2 separate regions of the Cyclopterus lumpus genome follow, and region 2 is linked to region 1. A link is a contact called in public Hi-C data. All regions are on one chromosome and are shown on one strand. Each heading gives the region's core, a stretch centred on a gene start, on an enhancer-like site or on the middle of the called end of the contact. The rest is flanking DNA. Distances are from core to core; before and after follow the strand shown. Region 1 holds the start of LOC117727500 (heparan sulfate glucosamine 3-O-sulfotransferase 5). Region 2 holds the start of tube1 (tubulin epsilon chain).

What was found. A called contact is a pair of places that touch in the nucleus more often than the background predicts.
Region 2: a contact with region 1 is called in a Hi-C map of muscle, with 3 times the contacts expected there. The contact joins the promoter of tube1 here to the promoter of LOC117727500 in region 1. A contact is called at or near these places in 2 of 2 Hi-C or Micro-C datasets (both in muscle).

Annotation. Positions count from the first base shown.
Region 1 is chr24:17,178,916-17,184,982 of fCycLum1.pri, reverse strand. LOC117727500 (heparan sulfate glucosamine 3-O-sulfotransferase 5) reads right to left here and starts at 3,757. Exons shown (of 2, transcript XM_034527855.1): 1 at 3,651-3,757; 2 at 1,686-2,616. The coding sequence starts at 3,757. The coding sequence ends at 1,686.
Region 2 is chr24:17,373,971-17,380,037 of fCycLum1.pri, reverse strand. It overlaps tube1 (tubulin epsilon chain), which reads right to left and starts at 2,571. Exons shown (of 13, transcript XM_034528084.1): 1 at 2,379-2,571; 2 at 2,057-2,130; 3 at 1,339-1,391; 4 at 1,176-1,233; 5 at 876-991; 6 at 1-113. The coding sequence starts at 2,403. lama4 (laminin subunit alpha-4) reads right to left here. Exons shown (of 40, transcript XM_034527585.1): 37 at 5,579-5,706; 38 at 5,366-5,459; 39 at 4,932-5,051; 40 at 4,262-4,824. The coding sequence ends at 4,679.

The DNA.
Region 1 (6,067 bases), core at 2,508-5,007:
ATGAAAACAGTTTAAGATTTTGACCCACGCGCTTATTTGCTGTCTTTCTCAGAGTGAGATGTGAAGATCGATACCGCTCCGGGTGGTCTGTGCTGGGTCATCACTCGTCCTGCTCTCTCCTGGCTGCCTCATTTTCACATGTTTGATCTGGATCTTCGTCCTGGAAGCTGCCTGACATCCTCCTGGATCCATGTTCTTCATGTGTTCTTCAATCTTTCTCCATTTCTTTTTAATCCTAATTGTTCATACTGTAATATTATTACGGTTGGTCTTTTCTGTACACACGGCATTAATGGAGGGTGTCCTATTCTGTTCAGCTTGCAAAGCCCCTTGAGGCAAATGTGTGATTTGTGATATTGTGCAAATAAAATTGACTTGACTCTCGTGTCCGTGTGTGTTAAAGCATGGAGATGGTAGCCTCGTTTATTATTAAATGTGACATATCGTGCTAATGTTCAGGTTGATACTTGGTATTTGGGGTTTCTACTAAAACATGTGTACATGCTTCAATGTTCAAAAAACACATTGTTGTTCTCACGCTGTCTTTCTGAATGAACCTGTATGAAACATTACGATTCAGCGCCTGTCTCTTTAAGCATGTGCCAAAGGACGGGAGCCAATCGGATCTTGGCAGCCCACAAACCAAACTTACTGGGTGGTCTTATTCCAGTTTGAGGGTTGGAAGGCACTCCAGATACCCACATCTAAGCTCACAAGCACAAAAAAAGTCAACTTTCTCAGCTATTTCGCAAAATGTTGATCCAAATAGTGAACAATAAATCAGCTGACAAATGTTTACACGTCCTTTTAATTTAACAACACACTTATGATACAGAATGAGTATTTGCACACAAACAGACACATCTTGCTAATCAGCATAGAATAAAACAGTTGGTTTGGCGACAATTATCAGAGGACAACCATTTTTTTTTTCTCCCCACAATGGCCTTTGTGCCAGGTGTTTTCGCAAACCAATGAAAGAGCTGTAAGCGGGAAGAAAATGACATACTTACGTTAAAAAAACACAAGCTTTAGTCTTAAATGCTTTCCGGGTTTGAGTCAAGCTTGAAACACTAGATCCTATTCTAATGAGCCTGTTCCGATCTCCAGACCAGGTCACCGAAAGAGGTCACCTTCTGATGGATTCATCACACAATGAATTAAAAAGGAAACATGGGAAAAAAACAATATAAGAGTCTACGATGTTAAAAAAAAAATGGCATCTTGATTGCACATGCAGATTTGGTCAAATGAACAACACGAGGGGGAAGAAATGAACAATTATGTAATTTAGTCATCTTTTGAGGCGTTCTATCGGGAGAAAAAGCATCACAATAAAAGCTTATCTTAACAGCGTGTATGTCAGCGTTTGATAGTCTTTCAAAGAGCAACACAAAAATAATCTCTTCCTTTTAAATTACACAGTTCACCACTGCTGTTTCCCCCCCCCCCAAGCAAACTGAATCTTTTAGTCAAACCATCAAACTATTTAGTTTTATTTTCACACACACGTACAAACAAACTCACATCAAGTCCCTTTTATATTTGGTCACACTGTCATTCCTGTATTAAACTCAAAGTGCTATTGATTAATTTTTAATTAGAGATCTCAGAGGTTGGCATTTCTAAAAAAAACAACAACAAAAACACACCCAAGGAATCTCAGCGGAGGAGTCCAAAGCTCGTCATGGCCAGTTGAATGTCCTACCAGTGATCTGGTAGAACTTCTGATTGAAGGGGTGGAAGAACTTCTGCAGTTTAGTCACCACCGACGGGTCCACCTCCGGATGGATGCGGCCCTTGCTGCCCGCCAGGCACTTGTTGAAGACAATGTTAAATCGCAGGCAGTAAAATCCCCTGGTGGCGTTGAAGTACAGGTTGTACTGGCTGATTCTCGAGGGCAGGTTGAGGAAGCGCTCGACGAGCTGCAGCTCGGGCAGCGGGTCCGTGATGAGGCGGTCCCCGTCCACGATGTGGAACTGCTCCACGGGGAAATACTTCAGCCAGCGCTCCAAGTGTTTGGTGTAGATGCTCGTCCGCACCGCTTTGTACTTTGTGTTCACCTCGCAGGTGCCGGAGTCCACGGCCAGCTTCTCGAACTTGTGGTAGGTCTTGTTTTTGCGCTCCTTGCCCTCCAGCACCTGCGTGTAGTCGGACACCGCTCTGGTGGTGGGCTCGCGGACGATGATCAGAAGCTTGATGGAGGAGTTCATCTTGAAGATGCGTTCGGGGACCTCCTCCGTGATGAAGTAGGCGGGGCTCTTCTCGATGGTAATCTGGTGGGGGAAGGAGAAGGGCATTTTCTCCCGGTACCAGTCGATGCCCCGGGCGTAGTTTTGGTCATTGTCGAAGAAGTGGATCTCCTGCGAGGCCTTGACCACCGCCGGATGCAGGTTGAGCATCTCCAGCAGGGCGCGGGTGCCCCCTTTGCGCACCCCGATGATGATGGCCTGCGGAAGCTGCTGGACCAGGTTGTGCAGGCGGATTTGCTCTTTGGTGGCATTGCCCTTGCGCAGTTCATGGAGCAGGCCGCGCTTAAACTGCAGGGTGCGGAGAGGGATTTGCTCGGGATCTGGAGGGGGCAGTCGGCTCTCAATGGGGCAAATGGGCTGTAGCCTGAGAGACACCAAAGCAAAGCAGAAAAAGATTCTGAGTTTAACGCTATCACAGATTACTCATTACAACGATCGTTAACTTCCTTTCAAATGAACTCTTCGGCTGGTTAAACCACACGTCTTTTGGTCAGTGATGTGGAATATGAAATTCTGTAGGCGGTGCTTTTTTCGGTTCAGCTACGACTCTCCATGCCAATAAGATATTGCACGAAAATACATGCCATCTGTTTCATGCGATATGGTCTCTGCAAAATATATCTATATCTCCATCTCCTATGGAGAAAGTTTCTCTATTATTGAAGCTTGAAAGTATTGTATTATCAAAAGGGAAAAAAATGGCTTTGCAATAAGATTATTTCAACCACATTTTTCATCTTACAAATTAGTAAATCATGAAACAAGACAGACTGGTTTCTTTGGTACCAGATGTGACACAAGAGGGTGGAGCTATATTATATTGGCAGCTGGATAAGACACGTGTAGGTGATTCAAATGTTAATTAACTTAATGAACTGAAAGTTCTGACACAAAAACATAGACAACCCCCAGACTGAACAATGGCGTGGTAGCGCATTGTCATTCATAGGGTAGCCACGCCCCTAGAGCTTCCCCTGCTTTATGGTCTATTATTCGACTATAAATAGCAACATCATGCTGTATTGAAGAATATTGGAAACTGGCAATTGAGACCATAAACAATGTTTACAATGTTTATTGAGGGAATAAATTAAATGAGAAGTTCTCATAGACTTCTATGCAATCTGACTTGACCCCCTGGTGGCCATGAGAAAGAATGCAAGTTTAAGGCCCTCCTGCATTGGCTTCGCTTTTCAGTTTGCCGCCTGGTTTGGACTTAGTAAGCTCCAAATGAATTGCTCTTCATTGAATCAATAACGTTGTCTGGATCTGAACTTCTTGTGTGACGGAGCACATTTAAACAACTCAATGAAGTGGAGGTTTGCCTGCATTGAATCCCTGATTCACTAAACTCTGTTCCAGTAATTAGTGAATCATGTTGTGACTGTGATGACTTACCTATCCAAGGTCCCAACCCTGGCCACGAGATAGAGGACACTTCCGATTGCGAGGCTGCCCAGAACGAAGAGCTTCTGTCTCAGCAATGCCTGCTGTTTGAATAGCATGGCCCTCCATCAATCTTCAGGACTGCGTCTTCAGCCTGCAGAGAGCAGAGTATATAAAGCACAAATCACCAGGGGAAGAGAGACAGCCTAATGTTTATTAACACACACTCATTCAAGTCTTACAAGATTAAGCTGCTGCAGTGCTATTAGAGAACATGCTCATTCACCCACCACTACTTTGTTACACTTTACTTCATTTCTGCAAATTAAAGAATGAGACCTGAACTAATGTACAGGTGTGCTGTGAGTGCACAGCTTTGACACAGGAACGTGATATATTAAGGATGGCCACGAATGAGAAGCGAATGCAGGAGTGCCTTAAACTTGCGTTCTTTCTACTGGCCAGCAGGGGGCGACTCCTCTGGTTGTATAGAAGTCTCTTAGAAAATTATTCCTTCCCACTTGATTTACTACTTCAATAAACATTGTAAACATGAGTTTATGGTCTCAATCTACTGTATGTGGGTTGGCCATTATGAGCGACACATTTCACACATATCACGAATAGTTATTTGATGTATAGTTACCATGAAAATATTTATTAGTGCAGTTTTCATGTTGTGGTATTTTTGAAGTGCTGAAAGTTGATTCCAAATGAGACAATATCACAATATCAATACCTAAAAAAATACTGAATATAAGAATGCTTTTTAAAGTGGAACACCAACTAAGTTAAGAATTCTAATACGTTATTGCAATGGCCTGGATGTCCAATCCATATTATTAATACTTACAATCTCAATATACAATAGGTCTCAACTTTGATGTCATAAAGTGTGGAGCTGCTCCATAGACGATTAATATAGACTGATTTTTTGAGTTTTTTTAGACCTAAATTCCCCAGGCTGCTCTCATCGTGAACATCTTTCCCAATCGTCAATGGAGCAGCTCCACACTTTATACTTGATGACAGGACACAGTTGAAATTAAGAGAGTTATTAGCTAATATTTTGAGACTTTCTTAGAATGTAGGAATAACATGTATGAATTTTGAAAATGGGTGTAGTTCCCTGTTAATGTATAAAAAGGATTATGGTATCTAAACATATTATTATTATTTGTATCCCCTTCTGTTATTTCATATGGGATCCAATCCTCGACCCAAGAGCAATCTCATGTTCTTCTTGACTTTAATGAAAGGACGCACTTTAACCCATCTTCATGTTGATGTTAATGTCCCTTTTGACCTTTGAAAAAAGATGAAAGAATTCATCTCTTTATCCAAGAGAGGGCACTACACCCTCTCATAAAAGATGCAGCACAGACATGTTTGTCTCAGTGTAATTAAAGAACAGAGAGTTTCTTCAGGTTTTTTTCTTCTTCTTTTCACAGATCGATACCTGAGCCCTTTCCGCATCTGCACACTTATCACGGTGTGACTGGCTAAATCACATTATGGAGCAACAGATCCATACAGAAGTTGTAGCGTTATTACAAAAGGGCCGAGTGCACTCTACTGCCTACCATTACCAATAGAGCAGATCCTCTGGAGCATCTCATAAACAAGTAGAGCGAGCTTTTGACCCCACTGTGACTGGAAAACATTTCACTCATATTGCCTCGTGGTGACTTCTGAAGGGGGACCAGCAGAGCAATTGCAATTTCATCCGTCGGACAAAGCGGGAGAATAAAACCAGTTAGCCAGGGGCCAGGCTCGTGTTTGTGGAGTCCCATTTAGAAAAGAAAGGTTTTTCATTACAGCCGGTATCTCTGAATCAAGCGGGAGCCATACATTAAATTGCTTCCAATGAAAAATAAAGTCAGTTTTTTGTTGTTGTTGGGGCAAGACACACTGATAATAAAGTAATCCACTTTCTTTCTTTTTTAAAAACCTTAAAAAAAAGGAAGACTATTTAACATGTGATTCTCAAGAAGGTTTATCTTAAGATTTAAAGCGAGACTAAGAAAGATGTATACTTTACTTTCTCTTTCAGTTGTTACAAAAGTTTGATTCAAAAGCAATGAAATGCATCCATTCTTAATTCAATACACAATGCTGCTACAGCTACACTGGTAGGATCTTTAGCTGTCAGCTGAATGCTATCAGATGTTAGCTGAAGTTTGCTTTGAAGTTTTTTTATTACTGTTTCTGCTTGCTTGACTCTTACACTACTTTTCTTGGCTTTACCATTATCCCATAATTCAGCCTTCACTGATGCTGCAGTCATGTCATAATATGTTTGAGATGTGGTTTAGAAGAGATATGAAAGATACACATGTTGTCACCGGTTAGCTCAGTGCAGGTACATGGTTGTCGATTGGGATCGAACCGCCCATCTTCCGATGGGAGGAGCCGACCCGCTCTTCCAC
Region 2 (6,067 bases), core at 1,322-3,821, 200 kb before region 1:
TAGAGTGAATGAGAAAAAAGCACTGCAGACAGTCGCAGTGTTCTGCTGCCTTCCTCAGCTTGTCCACGATCTGCTCCCTGTAGGCTGAGCCATAAGTCATGTGTCCGACTGCCCTGCAGAGAAAGAAGAAGCATTTTAACGTTGTAAAAACAACGCTTTGGTTTTATGAAGCAAGAATGGGCTGCAGTTTTCTCAATGTGGTGGTAGATAGTCCTGAGTGAATGGGTTTATCCGACAGAGAGAGACAAAGTTAAGACTTAAAAAACATTTGTCACACATTTTGAGTTGGTGTGATAGCTGCAGGATCAAAGTTGTTTGTAATGTAATGTGTAATGTAAAGTAGTTACAATGCATGTGAACTTCAGAATGAGAGGCTGGACCAGGCCTTTGTTGAGGGGGAAATGGATACGCTGCGATAATCACGGCTCTGACATAACTCAGCCACAACACATGTCTCTCTGTGTACTGCCTTTCACTCTGCTGCAAAGTCCTCTCCCGGTGTTTAAACAAGTCTGCTTGGCATAAGCATGTTGTTGCAAAGAGGCATTGCTTCTTTTTAACAATGGCTGTCGGCCTAAAACACACAGAGGGAGTATTTGCACCGGCCCTGACCATTCCTCCAAATTAGGCTACGTAGGCTTGAGTAGGGGTTAATGGGGAGTGGGCGGACATCACCCACTTGTTGAGACTACTAAACTTCAAGCTTCAAGAAAATTAAATGGTAATCCAGTTTCATTGACTCAATCCCCGAACACCACACCATTACAACTGTCTGTGTTCTGTGGTTTAAACGATTGTGGAACAAGTCAAATTATGGTTCGCAACAGTTGCTGCCGAACACATGAGCCCCCGTGGGCAGAAGCCCCGTCTCTCACCAGTTATTGCCTGAACCTGACACGTCTGTGAGGAGCTGAGTGCTGTCGAACACTTCTCTCAATGGGCCCTGCAGGATCTCGTTGACCACACCCTCTTCCATGTCCACCAGCACTGCCTGCGGATTCAAATATGCACGTATGAGGCCCGCACATAGATTCCGTTGCCATTATACGCTGAGCGCATGCCTTTGACACTCTGGCATCATTCCACAACTCCTCTTCGTATTCTTAACCGATGTGTGCCAAACCTGAAACCTAAATTCTTTCACACTGTTTTTCTAGTAATGAGCCAAAACTCACCCTGGCCTTCAGACGCTGGATTCGCCCACCAATCCCACAGGCTCCCCCACCACTTTCACTGAAAAAAGAACACCAAAGATAACAGGGCTACATTCTGACCACAGCTGGGAGGCTAATGTCTCAACCCATGTAGCCGTTACTCAGTAAAAGAAGGTGTGATTACCTTGAGTCCACGTTTCGGAAAAAGCTACCGAGTGCCTCATCATACAATCCATTCTGAATATGGGGGAAAAGAAGAGGATGTTAGGGATGTTCTTACAAGTCGAATGTCGGCCATCAACATATCGGTTTAAAGAGTTCAGGGCATAACAACAATGAGCTTCCCTCAAAGGTTAGTTCAGGTTTTATTATATGCATATGTTGTGTTTTCTGTAGTTATGGCCATCCTTCCTGTCTGTCTGACTTCGTGACAGCAATGATGTTGTGTTCCAGGTTCTCAACAATTATTTTAGTGAGTACAGCAGCACTGCTTGTCCTGTGCATCTGATTACAGGTACTTCATTAGATGGACAATGCCGTGTGATAAATCCTACAGAAATATTTATTTGCTGTGTGTATAGTTGGAGGAGGTATTTGTGAATGTCCCAGTTACTGATAGGAACAAAGGCCACAAAAACTACAAAAAGGACCCATGTTGTAATACACTGTAAATTACTTTTTTGTTTTTTGTCTGTATAATCGAACAGATATATGTATGAAAGTGTGTATGCATAGCCTGTGTATTTGTAGGTGTGTGCGTTTATATGTAGATCTCTCTAATAGTTGGAATTCAAAGGGTGCTTTATTGTAAGCCAATGTAATGCAAGATGCCAGTGTGCCGTCCATGAGATTGTGTTTGACTTAGTTAAATGAGAGCTCATTCGTGCGCGTGCGTTACTTACTTTATTGACATGGGCGTGTTCTCGCAAAGCAAGATCCCAGAACCTGCAGCCGACCTGGTTGCCACACTGGCCCACTGGAGAACACGGGTTACAACAACGTTTAGTCAGCGCAGCTCTGGGGAACGTTACTGCGCGTCAAACCACTCGTTCGCTCAGCGGCAGGTAAACCAACTCAACAAACTAAGAGCTTATATATGCGAGTTACGGCCGCTCAGCTAGCAGCGGGGCTACCGTAGCTACACAGGAGGTGACAGCTAAGCTAGCTGTTAGCTCGTAGCCTAGGTGCTAACGTCCACTAACTAACGTTACGTCTTGTACTCACCCTGGACAACAATGGACTGTGTCATGGTGGCAGCAACACGCAGAGCCCTTTCTACCGCTGGGCTCAGGCATACTTCATGTCAGCATTTCACCATAACTGTCCATAAAGACGACTTTTTTTTAGAAGACTTTCAAACGTTACGTGTCTCGCGCCTCCACTTGTGTTTGGTCGACGGCTGATGACGTGTTACCATGGAAACGGCGTATTTGGCGACGCAGAGCGTAAGCTGCGGTTTTCAATTAATATTCATTAATCACTTACTCATCTCTTTGGCTCATGCATATTTAAATAATGAATATGTATTATGACATATTAATTGAGTCTCCACAGGTTTCTGTACAGCAATATATGGAAAGCGATATAACATTAGTAGCAGCCTCTTTAGAAAACAGCACACAATATAATGTAGAATTGTAACCTAATAAAAGGCAATAAATCAAATTCAAATGTCTAAAGCGTGTTTATAATAAATAGTTTGGCTGCTTTATTTTCCACATACTTTATTTTCCACAAACACTAGTATTCATTGGAACCTATTTGTTCCTGTCCTCCACTATGATTCCAAATAATTTCTGGTATAACAGGAGAGAACAAAATAGTTTTGATTCTAGCCAATCATGCACCAGAAAGTATTTATATTTAAACAGAAATACAAGTTTATGTAATTACTATTTCTACATCACAGAATATACAGTTATTGGGATCAATGTTGAAACTTTGGCTAAAGCATTCTCCTGAAGAATATTTATCTTTGTATACTTTGAAATAAACCTCTTTTGCTTTTGGAGGTAAAGGTAACTTTGCAGAGGTTGATCCATCATTTACTTAATGGAGAATGACAAAATGTGAGGAATGCATGAGGAATAAAACACTTGCAAAGAGACTACGGATCACTTTGTTTGGGGAAATCTTAGTTGAGAAATCATGTCCTTCAGTCATCGGTGAGGGGAGATTGCAAGGGGGCAACCATACGAGAAGTATGCTTCTAATAACCTCAATATTCTGTTTACGGTTGCACTGGAAATAACAATTCATCGGCTGCAGAATTCTTCAAAAGTTAAGATGTTGCGGTAATTTTTGAACCAAAAAAGTCACAACATAGAAGAAAATCAATACCGCCAATCTTAAAAAAGATAAATAACCCTGGGAAGCAATACAAAACGCAGTCGTTATTTCCAAAACAGAACTTTAATATTAGATCTTTAAGGGTTCCATTTCTAGTCAAAGTCAATGGCCTGCCGGCCATCACCTTCATAATCTTTTGCCATGATAGCTTTCTTTATAGAATAAGGTTTTCTTTTCCAAATGTCAGTTTAAGTTGTTGATTTTCTTTGTTAGATTTGGAAAGGAATGAGCGGAATGAATAGACCTTGCAATATCTCTAATTGACCATCTGTCTCTTCTTGATTTGCTTCATTCGTTTTGTTCCATACATTAATTTTGAATGCTTTGTAATATATTAATATAATGGGGATATTACGTGCTGCCACAAGGTGGCAGTCGTGTATTACTAATAACTCACAGCTTTGTTTCCTTCCAAGTTCAGTTGTAAACTAGATGCTTTTGAAAATAATTCTAGACTCGGAAAGGCTCAATATCTGAATTTATTTTGGAAGAATTGAGAGTATTTCTGCTGACGAGAGATTGAGAAATGGGCAGCCTTGTTTTCTATCTCAGTTAATTGTAAAACAAGGCAAAGCACCACCTGACAGCATTGAGCTATATAATGATAAACACATTTGAGTTTCGATGCTGGGGAAATAAAAGGAGTGACTGCTAAACAGAACTACATAAAAAAGATTCTGAACCAACAAAAAAGACATGAAAACTTCATGAAACGTCCTCTGTTTTAGCAATCACGCTTTCAATCAAAACCATTACATGGATGTAAAATATGTTTTATTTATCAGAAATAACACTGTACAAAAAGAAAGATGAGCTTGTACAAAAAAGAAAGTGTCATTGTGAGTATAAGGTGGGATGGCGAAACATAAAATGCATTAACATGTTTAATATTATGTCAGAAGCCTAAATCATGGATACACTGTCAGTTCCTCGGGATGGTTGTGAGCCTGACATTTTCGTCTTCTAAATCTTTTCTGGTTATTTTCAAATTTTGGACAATTTGGTTGTATTCTTGACATGAGACATTGTCACGTAAACAAAACAAAAAACAAATAAATGAACAAAATGAATTACAGTGACGATACTTCTCTTAACGGTTATGTTGGACAGGAAGAGCATCTTGTCACGTTATTTGGTCAGTGCTGTATTGGGGATGGCGTGGACGGAAGGAAGGGTTACGCTGCGGGACAGCTTCCAACGCTGACCGCCCCACTGACCAGAACGGCTTTGTTGAAGCTCACTCGGCTGTTATTGACGGTCAGGTTCCTCATGCAGCCCACGTAGGGCTTCCTGGTCGCGATGCTCTCTGGGAGGAAAAGATCTGAGAGGGTGGTTGGGGGGGGGGAGAGCACATCGCATGATTAGAGAGATGGGATGATATAGATGAGTATGACTGGAGTAACATCTGAATTGTGTTCCTGGGTTCACCTGGAGCTCCGCCAACGAACACTGGCTTCCTGGTGTCTGTAGAGCCGGGGTCCAGAGGACCCACCACATGGTTGACCTCAGAGTCCACATCCAGCTGGATGACGTTGGCGTCCCGGATCACTAAGGTCAAGAAAGGATGGAATGCATCGGTTGAGCCAACATAAATCCAAACAAGCTTTATAAAAGTTGTCATAATGAAACCAAAGCACTGTCTAACTATTGAGTCTTTATCATTTTTAATAGTATTTAAAGTATTCAGATAAGTTACTTAAGAAAAGTACTAAAAACCACACTGTACAAATTCTCAGTTCTTTAGTAGATGTAAAAAAACGTTTATAATAAAAACATACTAAGCAAATATGACAATGTTTTTGATACTATTTTTATTTATTTATCAAAGTCACCAACTGTGATTTTAATGAATCATTTCTCACCAGTGATCCTGTGCCAGTTGCCAGCACACAGACCCTGTCTCGGTGACACCTTCGTGAAGAACTCACGAGACCCATCGTTCACAACAACCACCACCTGCAAACACACGGAAACACTGCATCCGTACTTTTAAGCAGAAGGTGCATGTTTGATCAACACCATCCGACCCCAATGTGGATGTTTTTTTTCCTCCCCTCTGTGCCTGTGTGACTTACCGCGCCTTGATGAATGTACATGGTGAAGTAGCCCTCCGCTGTGCGCACATTCAGCAGCACCCCTGATGCCACGCGGGGGCGCACCTCCATCACCAGCTCAAACCTGAGCCCCAGGTCGAATGTTTCATCTGAAGGGAGAGAAGCAGAGCGAGCGAGATGAAGTGAGCTGTGGGTACCTCATCCGCTCCGGGCCTCACCTCTTTGCCACATTAATCAGACGCGTTTCTCTGCGGTGCGTCCACGTGTGAAATGACTCTGCTCGTTCAACAGCTGCAGCTCGGTTCCCAAGTTCCTTGGGGCCTTCCTAACTCCCTCCCCTCCCTCTGCTCTCCCCTCTCAGTAGAGACACAATTTACCACAGTTGCAGCGAGGGTCTCATGTCCCCCCTCCGCTCCCCCCAACCAAACTCTCTCCATGCACACAGGGATGGTGAGAGACCAGCAAGGGTCTGTGAGTTTTTCTCTAAAAGGGAATCTAATGATCCGTGTA